2 separate regions of the Danio rerio genome follow, and region 2 is linked to region 1. The links are chromatin contacts, called in public Micro-C maps. All regions are on one chromosome and are shown on one strand. The core of a region is the stretch at or near the end of the contact, and the rest is flanking DNA. Distances in the headings are between cores, read along the strand shown.

Region 1 (6,881 bases), core at 2,865-5,364:
CTCTAGGCTAGTTTTTAACAGCAGATGGCGCTCTATGCTAGTTTTTAACAGCAGATGGCGCTCTATGCTAGTTTTTAGCAGCAGATGACGCTCTGGGCTAGTTTTTGACCGCAGAAGGCGCTCTGGGCAAGGTTTTAACAGCAGACGGTGCTCTGGGCTAGTTTTTAACAGCAGACAGCTCTCTAGGCTAGTTTTTAACAGCAGATGGTGCTCTAGGCTAGTTTTTTTTACAGCAAGACAGCGTTCTAGGCTAGTTTTTAACAGCAGACAGCGCTCTAGGCTAGTTTTTAACAGCAGAGGGCGTTCTAGGCTAGTTTTTAACAGCAGACTGTGCTCTAGGCTAGTTTTTAACAGCAGAGGGTGCTCTAGGCTAGTTTTTAACAGCAGATGGCGTTCTAGGCTAGTTTTTAACAGCAGACTGTGCTTTAGGGTAGTTTTTAACAGCAGACGGCGCTCTAGGCTAGTTTTTAACAGCACACTGTGCTCTAGGCTAGTTTTTAACAGCAGAGGGCGCTCTAGGCTAGTTTTTAACAGCAGATGGCGTTCTAGGCTAGTTTTTAACAGCAGACTGTGCTCTAGGCTAGTTTTTAACAGCAGAGGGTGCTCTAGGCTAGTTTTTAACAGCAGACTGTGCTTTAGGGTAGTTTTTAACAGCAGACGGCGCTCTAGGCTAGTTTTTAACAGCACAATGTGCTCTAGGCTAGTTTTTAACAGCAGATGGCGCTCTAGGCTAGTTTTTAACAGCAGACTGTGCTCTAGGCTAGTTTTTAACAGCAGAGGGTGCTCTAGGCTAGTTTTTAACAGCAGAGGGTGCTCTAGGCTAGTTTTTAACAGCAGACTGTGCTTTAGGGTAGTTTTTAACAGCAGACGGCGCTCTAGGCTAGTTTTTAACAGCAGACTGTGCTCTAGGCTAGTTTTTAACAGCAGAGGGTGCTCTAGGCTAGTTTTTAACAGCAGAGGGTGCTCTAGGCTAGTTTTTAACAGCAGACTGTGCTTTAGGGTAGTTTTTAACAGCAGACGGCGCTCTAGGCTAGTTTTTAACAGCACACTGTGCTCTAGGCTAGTTTTTAACAGCAGAGGGCGCTCTAGGCTAGTTTTTAACAGCAGATGGCGTTCTAGGCTAGTTTTTAACAGCAGACTGTGCTCTAGGCTAGTTTTTAACAGCAGAGGGTGCTCTAGGCTAGTTTTTAACAGCAGACTGTGCTTTAGGGTAGTTTTTAACAGCAGACGGCGCTCTAGGCTAGTTTTTAACAGCACAATGTGCTCTAGGCTAGTTTTTAACAGCAGATGGCGCTGTAGGCTAGTTTTTTTTTACTGCAGACGGTGCTCTAGGGTAGTTTTTAGATACCCTCTATGCAAGTTTTTACAGCAGATGGTGCCCTAGAATAGTTTTTAACACTAGAAAGACAAAGAGAAATGAACATCTTGGATGACGAGGATGTGTTGTGAGTGCCTTATCAGGGATTTTTCATTCTGGTAGTGAAGTAATAATGTAATTGAAGCGTTGTGTTCTCCGAGTTGCTCACCCCACTGCAACTCTCCCCCAGCGGCGGGCTGGAGCCGTGATGAGGGTCTGCCAGGCGCGAGCGATGGCCTCCTCCAGTGTGGGTGGGCGGGGTTCTGATCCTCCACCAGCCTCCATCGGTGGCAGTGATTGGCTGACGTAGCTGAGCATGCGGGCCGGCAGCTCTGGGTCAGTGTGGTAGAGATAACCCATCCCCAGCGCCAACACCGCCACCAGCACAGCCTTCCTCCACATGACCGACACGCACTCTCACACACTCACACACACACAGAGGACCTGACAGACACACAACCAGAAGAGATACTCAGTTCAGTCACTGGCTCTCAATAATATTTTCTGGATAACAATGGTTTATTTAGACACGTACTATGGAAATACCAATAGCTTTTGGACATATACAATGGTAATACCATGTTTTAATAAAATGTGTCATACCATGGAAATACCTTTTTTCTAACAAATACAATGGTAGAATTGTGTTCTTTGGACATTTACCATGTTTATCCCATGTTTTTTTTGTTAGCATGGCAGTGTAGTACAACTTTTTTTAAACATGTATTACGGTAATACCAAGTTTTTTATAACATAGCATGGCAATACAATTTTATGTGGGCATGTATTATTGTAATAACATTTTTTTATTCTGTAATATACCATGGGAATACAACATTTTTTGCACATTTACCATGTTTATACCATGTTTTTTTTAGCATGCCAGTGTAGTACAACTTTTTTTTAACATGTATCATGATAATAACATGTTTTTTATAACATAGCATGATAATATAATTTATGGGGGGCAAGTATCATGGTAATACCATGTTTTTTGTTAGCATCCCAGGGTAGTACAATGTTTTTTGAACATGTATAATGGTAATACCAAGTTTTTTATAACATAGCATGGTAATACAATTTTATGGGGGCACGTATTATTGTAATACCATGTTTTTAATAACATACCATGGGAATACAACATTTTTTGGACATTTACCATGTTTATACCCCGTTTTTTTTTTTGTTTGCATGCCAGTGTAGTTCAACTTTTTTAAACATGTATCATGGTAATAGCATGTTCTTATAACATAGCATGGTAATATTATATATGGGGGGCAAGTATCATGGTAATATCATGTTTTTTGTTAGCATGCAGGGTAGTACAATGTCTTTTGCACATGTATCAAGGGAATACCAAGTTTTTTATAACACAGCATGGTAATACCATTTTATGGGGGCACGTATTATTGTAATACCATGTTTTTTTTCATTAAAAAAAACATGGAGAAACAACATTTTTTGGACATTTACTATGTTAATACCATGTTTTTTTGTTAGCATGCCAGGGTAATATAACATTTTTGTGTCACTACATGTGTCATGGTAATACCATGTTTTCTATAACATACCGTAGTAATAAATTTTTTGAGGGCATGTATAATGGTAATACCATATATTTTTTTATAACTCACCATGGAAATACAACTTTTTTTGGACATTTAATATCATGTTTTTAAGAACGGCATGGTAATATGGCATTTTTTGGACATGCTCATACCATATTTTTTGGAAGTGTGTTGTTTTTTTTTTGGATATATATATAAACCAATGTTTATAGACTTGTTCCATGGTGATGCTATGTTGTTGTGTTTTTGTTGTTTGTTTTTGGTTATGCATCATGGCTATACCTAATTTTTTGGATATATACCATGATTAAAATATGTTTTTGATATTCACAGTGTTAATACCATTTATTTAATTCATGCTTCAAGTACACTAGCCACCACCCAGGAAATTGATTCATTTTTAAGACATAAACTATATAGTAATACCATGGTACTTTGGAAATGCAATGCTGTAGCAATAGCATGCCATTATCGACATGATACCAATGTAATTGCATGTTTTAGAAATGCTGCAGCTTTATCATGTTTCTCACGACAGTCAAACGACGTGTGTTATGACTATTATACCATGTTATCTGTGCACCGAGCATGTCACACAGGAAGTAGATTTTAGATTTATCACTGAAAAACCAGTGCAAAGCAAGTCTATTAATAACACTGCTGTAGCTATGCATGTGCACACACACATCTCTCTCTCTCTCCATATATAACGTATATCAGCTAAGAGAGATGTGTTTGACAGATACATAACATTTAAAGCTGATCATTAAGAAACTTAAGCCATTAATACACCAGTGGGTGGCTAGTGCTAACACATTTTCTGCACATTAAACCAACGCGACCAATTAAATCACGCATTGACCTTCATCACCTCGATCATTCGAGCTCTTAAATACGATATTTTAGCTGTAATTTACATTAATCATGAGTAACATGTTGGAGAGATATCAATGAGCTAACATAAGCTAGCCACATAGCACATCAACCATCAGTTTACACAGCAGTAAAGAGGATTAAACACTTCATCCTGATGATAATATAAAGGAAACACTCGTCTACAGATAGCAGATCACTAACCTGAAGGATGATATTTGCAGAGAGTGTGTGTATGTGGAGAAGTTGAGTTGTGTCAGTTCTCTTGCTGAAGTAAAGTCTCTCTGAAAGTGACTAGCCGATCCACTCCGTCACTGACAACCTAGTAACAGGCACGAGCTAATCGCTAATTAAACGAAACAGAAAGTTAACTCACATTACAAAAAAACAACATAACTGACTGCGTTCTAAAATGTGCGTAATTTTCAACTTTTACCGCTTTAGTTTGTTTTCAGTTTTGTTTGTTGTTGGCTTTGAGGAAATTAGACAACATTGCGGTTGAAGCGAACCCCGCTAGCCAATCAAAAGCTCCACCGAGGATCATGACGTAACCGGAACATGACGTAGAGTGGATCTGCTGATGCAAGGAAATCATCTTTGCCCGGCGCCACGTCTAAATCCTCAGAGCTCAGCAAGTTTTGAAATATTATAACACACCCTGAGCAAATAATTAAAGCACAGCAGTCAAAAGGTATATTGTGTATAAGGTATTATGTTTAATACTTTTTTTAAAATACCCACATTTTATTATAGTGTGTAGTTATACGCGAGTACGTTGTATTACCAAGTCAAATTTACAGGACATACAGAAAATCGAAATAGCGTTACTCTCAGACCCTAGGTGCCCAACAGATAATATTAATACAGAAAGTAGAGTTTTAAAAAGAAATAACAATAAATATAATTACTAATATAGTCAAAAAATCAAAGAAAAAAATAAAAGTGGTAAAAATAATTACACATGGCGAGGAGTGCAAACCAGAGGCAAGGCAAGTCTATTTATATAGCACAATTCATACACAATGGTAATTCAAAGTGCTTTACATAAACAAGAATAAAAGAAACAAGAAAATAAAAATGATTAAAAGAATTAAAAACAGATCCGCTGCGTAAAAAAAAACATGCTGGATAAGTTGGCGGTTAATTCCGCTGTGGAAACCCTAGATTTAAATGTGTTAGATATGGTGCAAAAATTACAGTACAATTCAAAACAGTAGTGCAAAAAGCTTGTAAATATGATAAAGTGACAGTGTCTTAATACTATACAGCATGGGTCTCAAACTCAATTCCAGGAGGACCGCAGCTCTGCACAGTTTTGCTCCAATTCTAATCAAACACAGCTGATTCAACTAATCAATGTGTTCAAAACTACTTGACACGACTAGATCAGCTGTGTTTGATTAGGGTTGGGGCAAAACTGTGTAGAGCTGCGGCCCTCCAGGAATTGAGTATGAGACCTATACAGGGAGGTAGTAGGTAACTAGCAGTCCAATATTATGTTATATTATGTTATATTATATTACTTTAAAAACTATTATATTACTTAAAAAACTAATATAAAAACTGTTATATTATATTACTGTTTAAAAACTTTTTAAAACTATTTACTATTTATTTAATTATTCAGAAAATCCTGCAGCCAGAAAAAAAAGTAGAATGCATTTTTTGCCAAAATGTGTGAACAAATCACTCAGTAAAAAATTTAGAATATAGATAAGAATAAATAAAGTTTATATCGACTAAAGTTTGGAATAAAGTGAAGTATGACCTTTAAAAGAATAAATAAATAAAAATATTGAAATCTAAAGACATAAATTGAAAATGTGTAACAAAAAAACACTAAACACTTTATTTTTCGCTGTTTTCTTTTGAATAAAATTGAAAAAAGAACATTTTCTTAAAGCCAAAAAATTTTAATTGTTAACGCATAAAGTAGTCTCTTCTGCTCAGCAATACTGCATTTATTTGAGTAATAATACTGAAATATTATTTCTAGATAAAGTATTGCATTAAGTAAGAGAATATAACTTAAAATGTAATTTAATCATGTGATAAAAGCTGAACGTCTCAGAGTCACATGATCACAAATGTTTCTATTCTATTGAATTACAGTTCAAAACTAAATATCAATAGAAAGTTTTGGTTTAAATAGACATGTGTGTGTAATATTCATTCATTTTCATCCCTTTATTTATGAGGTGTCTCCACAGCGGAATGAACCACCAACTTATCCAGCATATGTTTTAAATAGTGAATGCCCTTTCATCCGCAATATTGGGAAACATCCATACACACTCTTTCACACTCACACTATGGCCAATAGTTTACCCAATTCCCCTTTAGCGCATATGTTTGGACTGTGGAGCCACCATGTCACCTTCTGTAATATTATTCCTTCATTCATTCATTTTAAAATTGGCTTATTCCCTTTATTAATCTGGGGTCGCCACAGCGGAATGAACCGCCAACTTAGCCAGCAAAAGTTTTACACAGCAGATGCCCTTCCAGCTGCAACCCAGTACTGGGAAACACCCATACTCATTCACACTCATACACTACGGCCAATTGCAAATCAAATCAGGCCTTACATACATTTTCGTATAGTGAAATTGAACCCCCCACGACCGATTTACAATTTTCAGGGGAAGACAGGTCACAGGAGGTAGCATTTAGAAAAGGAAGTAAGATACATTCCAGAAGAGGGAGGCAAAAAAACTCCCTCTCACCTTGCTCTTGAATTAGGGCAGGGTGAGAATTTAGCTTATTCAGTTCACCTTTCTGTTTGGACTGTGGCGGAAACCCACGCCCAGCTGGGACTCGAACCAGCAACCTTCTTGCTGTGAGGCTACTGTCCTAACCACTGAGCCACTGTGTCACCTTTTGTAATAATTTGTACTATTCCAGTTTATTTTGTGAATACTAATCTGTACACGACAGTAAATCCAGATACACAGCATTGTCTTAAGTAAGATTAATCAGAGTTTCCATAAAACAATTAAACGTGCTTCATCCAAAGTGAACTTTTGTCAATAGGCAATTACAATAAAGCATGATAGGCATTTTCCCAAATATATATATATAGA
Region 2 (6,881 bases), core at 1,761-4,260, 350 kb after region 1:
TCCGTGTGGGCCTAGATATTAGGCATGGACATGTATATTGCAATCGTGATTTTCAAAAGTATTAAATCGCTTTGTAAACGTTTATTATTACCATTTCATGAGTCTCCCCATTCAGTTAAATAGAGCGCTTGGACCCGGAAGCCGCTCCGCGTGACGTCACACTTAACAAGCAGATTGGACACCCCTGTCGTATACAGTGAAAGAGCGCTTGTTTGATTTGTTTTTAAAGTCTACGACTGTAAGAATTCAAGTGCATTTAAATCATTTGTGTACCAGAAATTATAACAATGAAAATTTATTGCATTTAATATTGTATCTAATGAATAATATGCTATTTTTATTCTGACATTTGCTTATTAAACTTACACTCGAATACAGTTAGACTTACCCAAAAATAAATGTATGCAGATTATCTAGACTACAAAGTCATCCCAATCAACATGAAATTCAAAGTTCTTAAAGGGTCACGAAACACATTTTTTTGAGCTGTTGACAGTCGTATACGTGTCCCACACTGATAAAAACACTATTAGGACACCTATATTTCACTAAAAAGTGTAAATTGGTTGTTTTTGCGTTATTTCAAGCAAATTCGTTCTTCCGGTTTGAAACGAATTTTTGAAGCTGCGTCACGGTCATGACATAATAGCGTGTATTCCAGCGTGCAGACTGGACGTCTGTGCCAGAGTGTGTCTTATTACATCTTACAGTGTGCTGCATTAATGCATGAGTAAAGCTTGGTTTAAACCAATCAGCGCGCTCTATTGTGCAACTTCATTAATATTCATTACTGTCACAGTGTTTAGACGACAGAGACGCCACGTTGTATTGGCAAAACAAGCGTGAAGTGTTGCTTTTATAGTTTACTGCAGTTAAGTTTTGTTTTCATTTTCTCTCTGTGAGAGCTCAGCTGGAGTCACGTGTGGATTAACAGTGTACGCGACGCTCGACAACAATAACTTGCGTGTCCAAGGAGGATTATTGTTTACCTGAGAGCTGTTCTCATCTGCAAACGCTGAGATCCGGATTCGCTTGTAGTCTCCTCTTAATAAAGACGCGGCTCTAGTTGCTGGTGATTGTCCTGTCTCTACAGATTTGGTAAGTGAGCGACCAGCGCTCTTTGTTTATTCAGTTTGTTCGTATCGAACAAACTATAGCACCGAGTGTAAACATGTTAGCACCACAACCAAACTTTAACCTCGTGTAGGATTTTCACCGCATTTTGTGACCGGAATAACACACGCTCGACTACAGATATCTATGTAAACACAGTCCCTTTCTCCCCTGTGTGTGTGTGTGTGTGTATGTGTGTGTGTGTGTTTTGACTCTTAAAGTCAGCGCGCACAAATAGACACTCCCACACCATGCCTCTTTTCTTTCTCCGACACTCCCCCTAAACAGAGCTGGACACGCCCACTTTTCTGACTTTTTCCAAAGAAGAGGTGTGAAAACACCCTGCTGAAACCAGGGGGTTTCATGGCCCTTTAACAAATTGAGCTATTCAAGTCATCTGGTGAACAAGTTATATTCATATCAAAATATATAATCGCAGAAAAACTAAATATTGCATTGTCAGATGTTCCCAATATCATGCAGCCCTACTCCATATAATAATAATCTGTGCAGAATGTACAATTAAGCATGCAAAACAAGACCAAAGACAAGGCAATTGGAACTTCATCTATAAAACGACACTGCAATAGATGTAGATGATGACTATTTCAACAAGCTAGTTTGATCTGTACCTGCGTATGTTGTGTCCGAGGAGCAGCGGGTGATCCAGCATGCGCAGGAAGCTGATGAAGGACAGCAGGGCTTCTTTGAGGGAGCTGGTGAGCAGAGGCCGGCGGTGCAGGAAGAGACGCTGATGTTTTACACTAAAGCCTGTGATTCTGGAGGCTCCGCGCTGGAACGGCCGACGGGGAACCATGAAGAGGTTAAAAGTGTGACCTCCGCTCACCGCAGCCAGCTGGACGATTTCACACGAGGAGTCTGGAGGAGGAGAATATATCAAGAGTTCATTAACAAATTAAATAAACACATTAATAACTTTATTACAACATGATTTAGAATAAAAATATATCAACTATATAGAACTAAACAATAAAATAGCCAATTTATATATATATATATATATATATATATATATATATATATATATATATATATATATATATAAATATATATATATTATATATAAATATATATATATATATTATATATATATATATATATATATATATATATTATATATAAATATATATATATATATTATATATAAATATATATATATATATATATATATATATTATATATATATATATATATATATATATATATATATATATAAATAAATATATATATATATAAATAAATATATATATATATATTTTTATATATATATAAATATATATATATATATATATATATATATATATATATATATATTTTTTATATATATATATATATATATATATATATATATATAAATATATATATATATATATATATATATATATATATTATATATATATAAAATATATATATATATATATATAACAAATAACAATATATTATAAGATCATTTAAAACGAGAAAGATCATAGACGAGACTGTTTGTGCACAAATTATTAATATTTGCCGTCAAAAAGTTTTTTTTACTCTTTTTTTTATTTTTTCGGAATTATATCTATCTATTGTAATGTTTCAACATTTTAACAACTTAAATGCACATGTATAGCCTGGAATTTAACAAAATGGTGCCTAAACACGATGTATCGGCTGTACACATCTTATGTTGTCAAAACGCTGAGCTAAGGTAAACACGACTGCTTCATTCGTACAAAACTCGACATATTTTCACATATTTAACGAGAACTTGGAGTAAATTCACATACCCAGGCCTGTCGTCTCTAAATCAAAAAACACAGTAGGTGGAGAATGCAGAGGGCTACAGTCTACCATTTCTGTCTTTTCAAACTTTCCACCACTCGCTTTGTGAAGGTTTTGCTTATGAATATTAATGACGTTCTGATGGGACGTAAGCAAACAGTCCAAGCTGATTGGATAAAAAACAGACGTGACCAAGCTGGTGTTTTGTCTAGTAGCGAATGATTTACACGAGGGCGTAACCAAAAGTCTTAATAATGTTCAGTGATTGGACGCTTTTAGTAACATGTTATTAATATTTATATTACAGGCTCTTCTATATTAAACAGCGACATCAAGTGGGTTAGAATAACTCAGAAACCCCGTGTGCTTTAAAAATACTTACCGCGTATTTTTGAGTAGATTAACATTTTTTAGTATTATTAAAATCAATTTTGTGCTTTTTATAAAGTCATTTTTGAATATATATTTATTTTTTAAAAGTTTAGGACTTTTATTTTGAAAAGTGGCCTTATTCGGGGTTTATTTATGGGGCAGAATAACGCGCGCGTGTGCATGTTTATGTCAACAAGCCTATAATTCACGACTCTTTATTAAACACACTGCAGCCAGACTCTGTTTATTAGTGTCTGCCTGTGTGTCAGTCTGCAGTTGTGGATCTGTCGCGTTTATTTTAACCTAGAAGAACAGATTGCGGGTTGCCCTACATTTGCCATTTGCCAAGGACTGCTCATATTAACTCAGGGTAAGTGCATCAATCTAACGTTATATTAAACAAATAGGAATTATTATATATTCTTACATTGTGGTATTATTGCATTGTGAGATCTATATCACATATATAAATACACCTTTCACAAATCTCTCTTTTAAATTCATATGTTTAATAGCTCTACAATATTATATTTGAGCATGTACATTAGATTAGTCAGTACTGAAGCCAAATCTGGAGCTCATCTAACAAAATAACTTACAATACCGCTCCAAAAACTAGTACAGCCAAATTTAAATATTAGAAAAAAATATTAGATACAAATTTAATAAAAGGAAAAATCAAGAGAAGCAAAGAAATAGAAAAATTGAGCTAAAATTTTGTAGTTTGTACTTTTTATTTAATATATATCTTGAATTTGATTGCATTATCTTTTAGTTTTTAAATATGTTTGGCGACTAAAATATTATATTTTAAATATATCTGTTTAATAAATCTGTTTTGTTTAAATGCACCAAAATACATCGCCTATATTCACTAAGAAATGGAAACAATTTTTTAAACCAGCTGTACTTATTATGCTGAGCACACACACACACATATTTGTGTGTGTGTGTGTGTGTGTGTGTGTGTGTGTGTGTGTGTATATATTTATATATATATATATATATATATATATATATATATATATATATATATATATATGAGCAATTCCAGCGTTATGGATGTGACATTTGCAGTAAAAACTCAAAACATAAATTCGCATAGAAAGTACACGTTAACATTATATTGAAACTTTTGTTTATATTTTCCAGAACAACTGACCACAGAGTTATGGGACCTGAAAAATATCAATCTGTAAACATGTTTTTTACTTTAAATGAGGAAAATAAACATGCGTTATGGATGTGACAAAAAAAGTCTGCAAGTTTACAGTTTACAACATGATTTGTAGAAATTCTGTGAATGAAACTGCAAAACCCAAAATAAAAAAAAATGATAATCAAAAGGACAAGAGTTAGCTCACTATAGAACAAACATGATTAATTTAATTTAATATTTTCGTATTTATGAGGAAAAAAAGTGTCGTTATGGATGTGGCATTTCTCCGTTATGGATGTGACAGTTGTGAAATTGCCACTTGTGTGACTTTGGTAAATCAAATAGAATAGTGTGAAAACACAGACAGAGACTTTTTGAGAATTTCTAAAGTACTGTAAAATACTTGCTTACCCAAAAAACACAGAAACGGTTTCCGTATTTTGGTGAAAACTTAAATTTTTCATGGCAAGGTTGACATTTGCACAGAATTGCTCATTTTTATATATATATATATATATATATATATATATATATATATATATACAGTTGAAGTCAGAATTATTAGCCCTCCTAAATTATTAGACCGCTTGTTTATTTTTTCCCCAATTTCTGTTTAACGGAGAGCAGATTTTTTCAACACATTTCTAAACATAATAATTTTGATAACTCATCTCTAATAACTGATTTATTTTATCTTTACCATGATGACTGTAAGTAATATTTTACTACATATTTTTCTAGACACTTCTATACAGCTTCAGGTGACATTTAAAGGCTTAACTAGGTTAATTAAGTTAACTTGGCAGGTTAGAGGAATTAGGCAAGTTATTGTATAATGATGGTTTGTTCTGTAGGTTATCGAGAAAAAATATAGCTTAAAGGGGCTAATAATTTCAACTTCATCTGTATGTATGTATATATATATATATATATATATATATATATATATATATATATATATATATATATATAGTATTATATTATATTTTATTTTCTGCAATAAATATTGTTATATGAATACAATCAGTTTTACAAGATGGTTTAAATAGCTCTATTTGATAATTTTCTGGGAGGTGTAACAGGATTAAGTTACAGAAATTAAAGTTTTTCCTACATTGCTTTCTCTTGGTTGTAGTCCGAATATCAAAAAATAATAATAATAATAATAATTTGATCAAGTAAAAATATAGTTGTGTTTTCAACTTCAGAAGAAATAAGGCAACATTAAGATTTTTTTTTTTTAAACAAGCAAAATTGTCTGCCAGTGGAGTAAAATAATCTTGTTTTTGCTTTAAAATGTTGATATTTAGACTAGAAATGAGAAAAATTGTAAGAAGAACTTTTGCATAAATTGTATAAATACAGTAATTAAACTAAATTCAACTATCCAGACTAATCCAGACTCGACATTGCTTATATTGCGATGTGACAATTGCAGATGCACAGATTGCGAAATTGATGCTTTTATATATATATATATATTTATTTATTTATTTATATAATACTGTTATAACACATATTTTCCAGGCCTAATATTAATAATACTCATTTAATATTATTGATTTTTTTTATATAATAATATTTATTTTGTGTGTGTTTGTTTCAGAATCATGAGTTCTCAGGTGAGGCAGAACTTCCACCAGGAATGTGAGGCGGCAATAAACCGCCAGATTTACCTGGAGCTCTACGCCTCATATGTGTATCTGTCCATGGTGAGAGTCAGCTGTGTGTGTGTGAGAGAAATATGAATATAAGAGTCTCCATCAGGGCTCATGATGGCGTCTGCTCTTCTCTGCAGGGCTATTATTTCGACAGAGATGACAAGTCTCTGCCCAACTTTGCCAAGTTTTTCCGCGATCAGTCGAAGGAGGAGCGAGAGCACGCGGAGAAGCTGATGAGTCTGCAGAACCAGAGAGGAGGACGGATCTTCCTGCAGGACATCAAGGTGCAGATCAGTGTGTCTGTGTGTCTTTCGGGGACTCAAGCCAAATAATAATACATAAATAATAATATAAAATAAAAATTAATCCAGTATTGATTGTTTTTAAAATGTAGTGGGCTGGTTTAGGGGTGGGGGAGAGAACATACAGTCTGTACAGTAGAAAGATCATTATGTCAATGGGAAGAGCCCAGAAAACATGACAAACTAACTCGGTGTGTGTTTCTATGCATCTCTGTGTGTATATCTGTGTGTGTGTGTTTCTGTGGTTTCATCTGTGTGTGTGTGTGTGTGTGTGTGTGTGTGTGTGTGTGTGTGTGTGTGTGTGTGTGTATGTGCACAGAAGCCAGATCGGGATGAGTGGGGCAGTGGTCTGGAAGCTCTAGAATGTGCTCTGGCTCTGGAAAAGAGTGTCAATCTGTCTTTACTGGAGCTTCACAAGGTGGCGACTCAACACAACGATCCTCATGTGAGTACACACACAAGCACACACACACACACACACACATGTTTGTTTTT

What was found. Hi-C and Micro-C count contacts between places; a contact is called where the count stands out from the background.
Region 2: a contact with region 1 is called in a Micro-C map of caudal fin, with 3 times the contacts expected there. The contact joins the promoter of plex9.2 here to the promoter of adpgk in region 1. A contact is called at or near these places in 1 of 18 Hi-C or Micro-C datasets (caudal fin) and 1 of 4 datasets of contacts at active chromatin or transcription factors (embryo).

The regions. Positions count from the first base shown.
Region 1 is chr25:3,283,824-3,290,704 of GRCz12tu, forward strand. It overlaps adpgk (ADP-dependent glucokinase), which reads right to left and starts at 4,115. Exons shown (of 8, transcript NM_001079965.2): 1 at 4,003-4,115; 2 at 1,527-1,801. The coding sequence starts at 1,759.
Region 2 is chr25:3,632,662-3,639,542 of GRCz12tu, forward strand. plex9.2 (PML-like exon 9.2) reads right to left here and starts at 3,011. Exons shown (of 3, transcript NM_001386655.1): 1 at 2,898-3,011; 2 at 1,746-1,992. The coding sequence starts at 2,964. fth1b (ferritin, heavy polypeptide 1b) reads left to right here and starts at 3,416. Exons shown (of 5, transcript NM_001004562.1): 1 at 3,416-3,634; 2 at 6,030-6,135; 3 at 6,222-6,368; 4 at 6,706-6,831. The coding sequence starts at 6,034.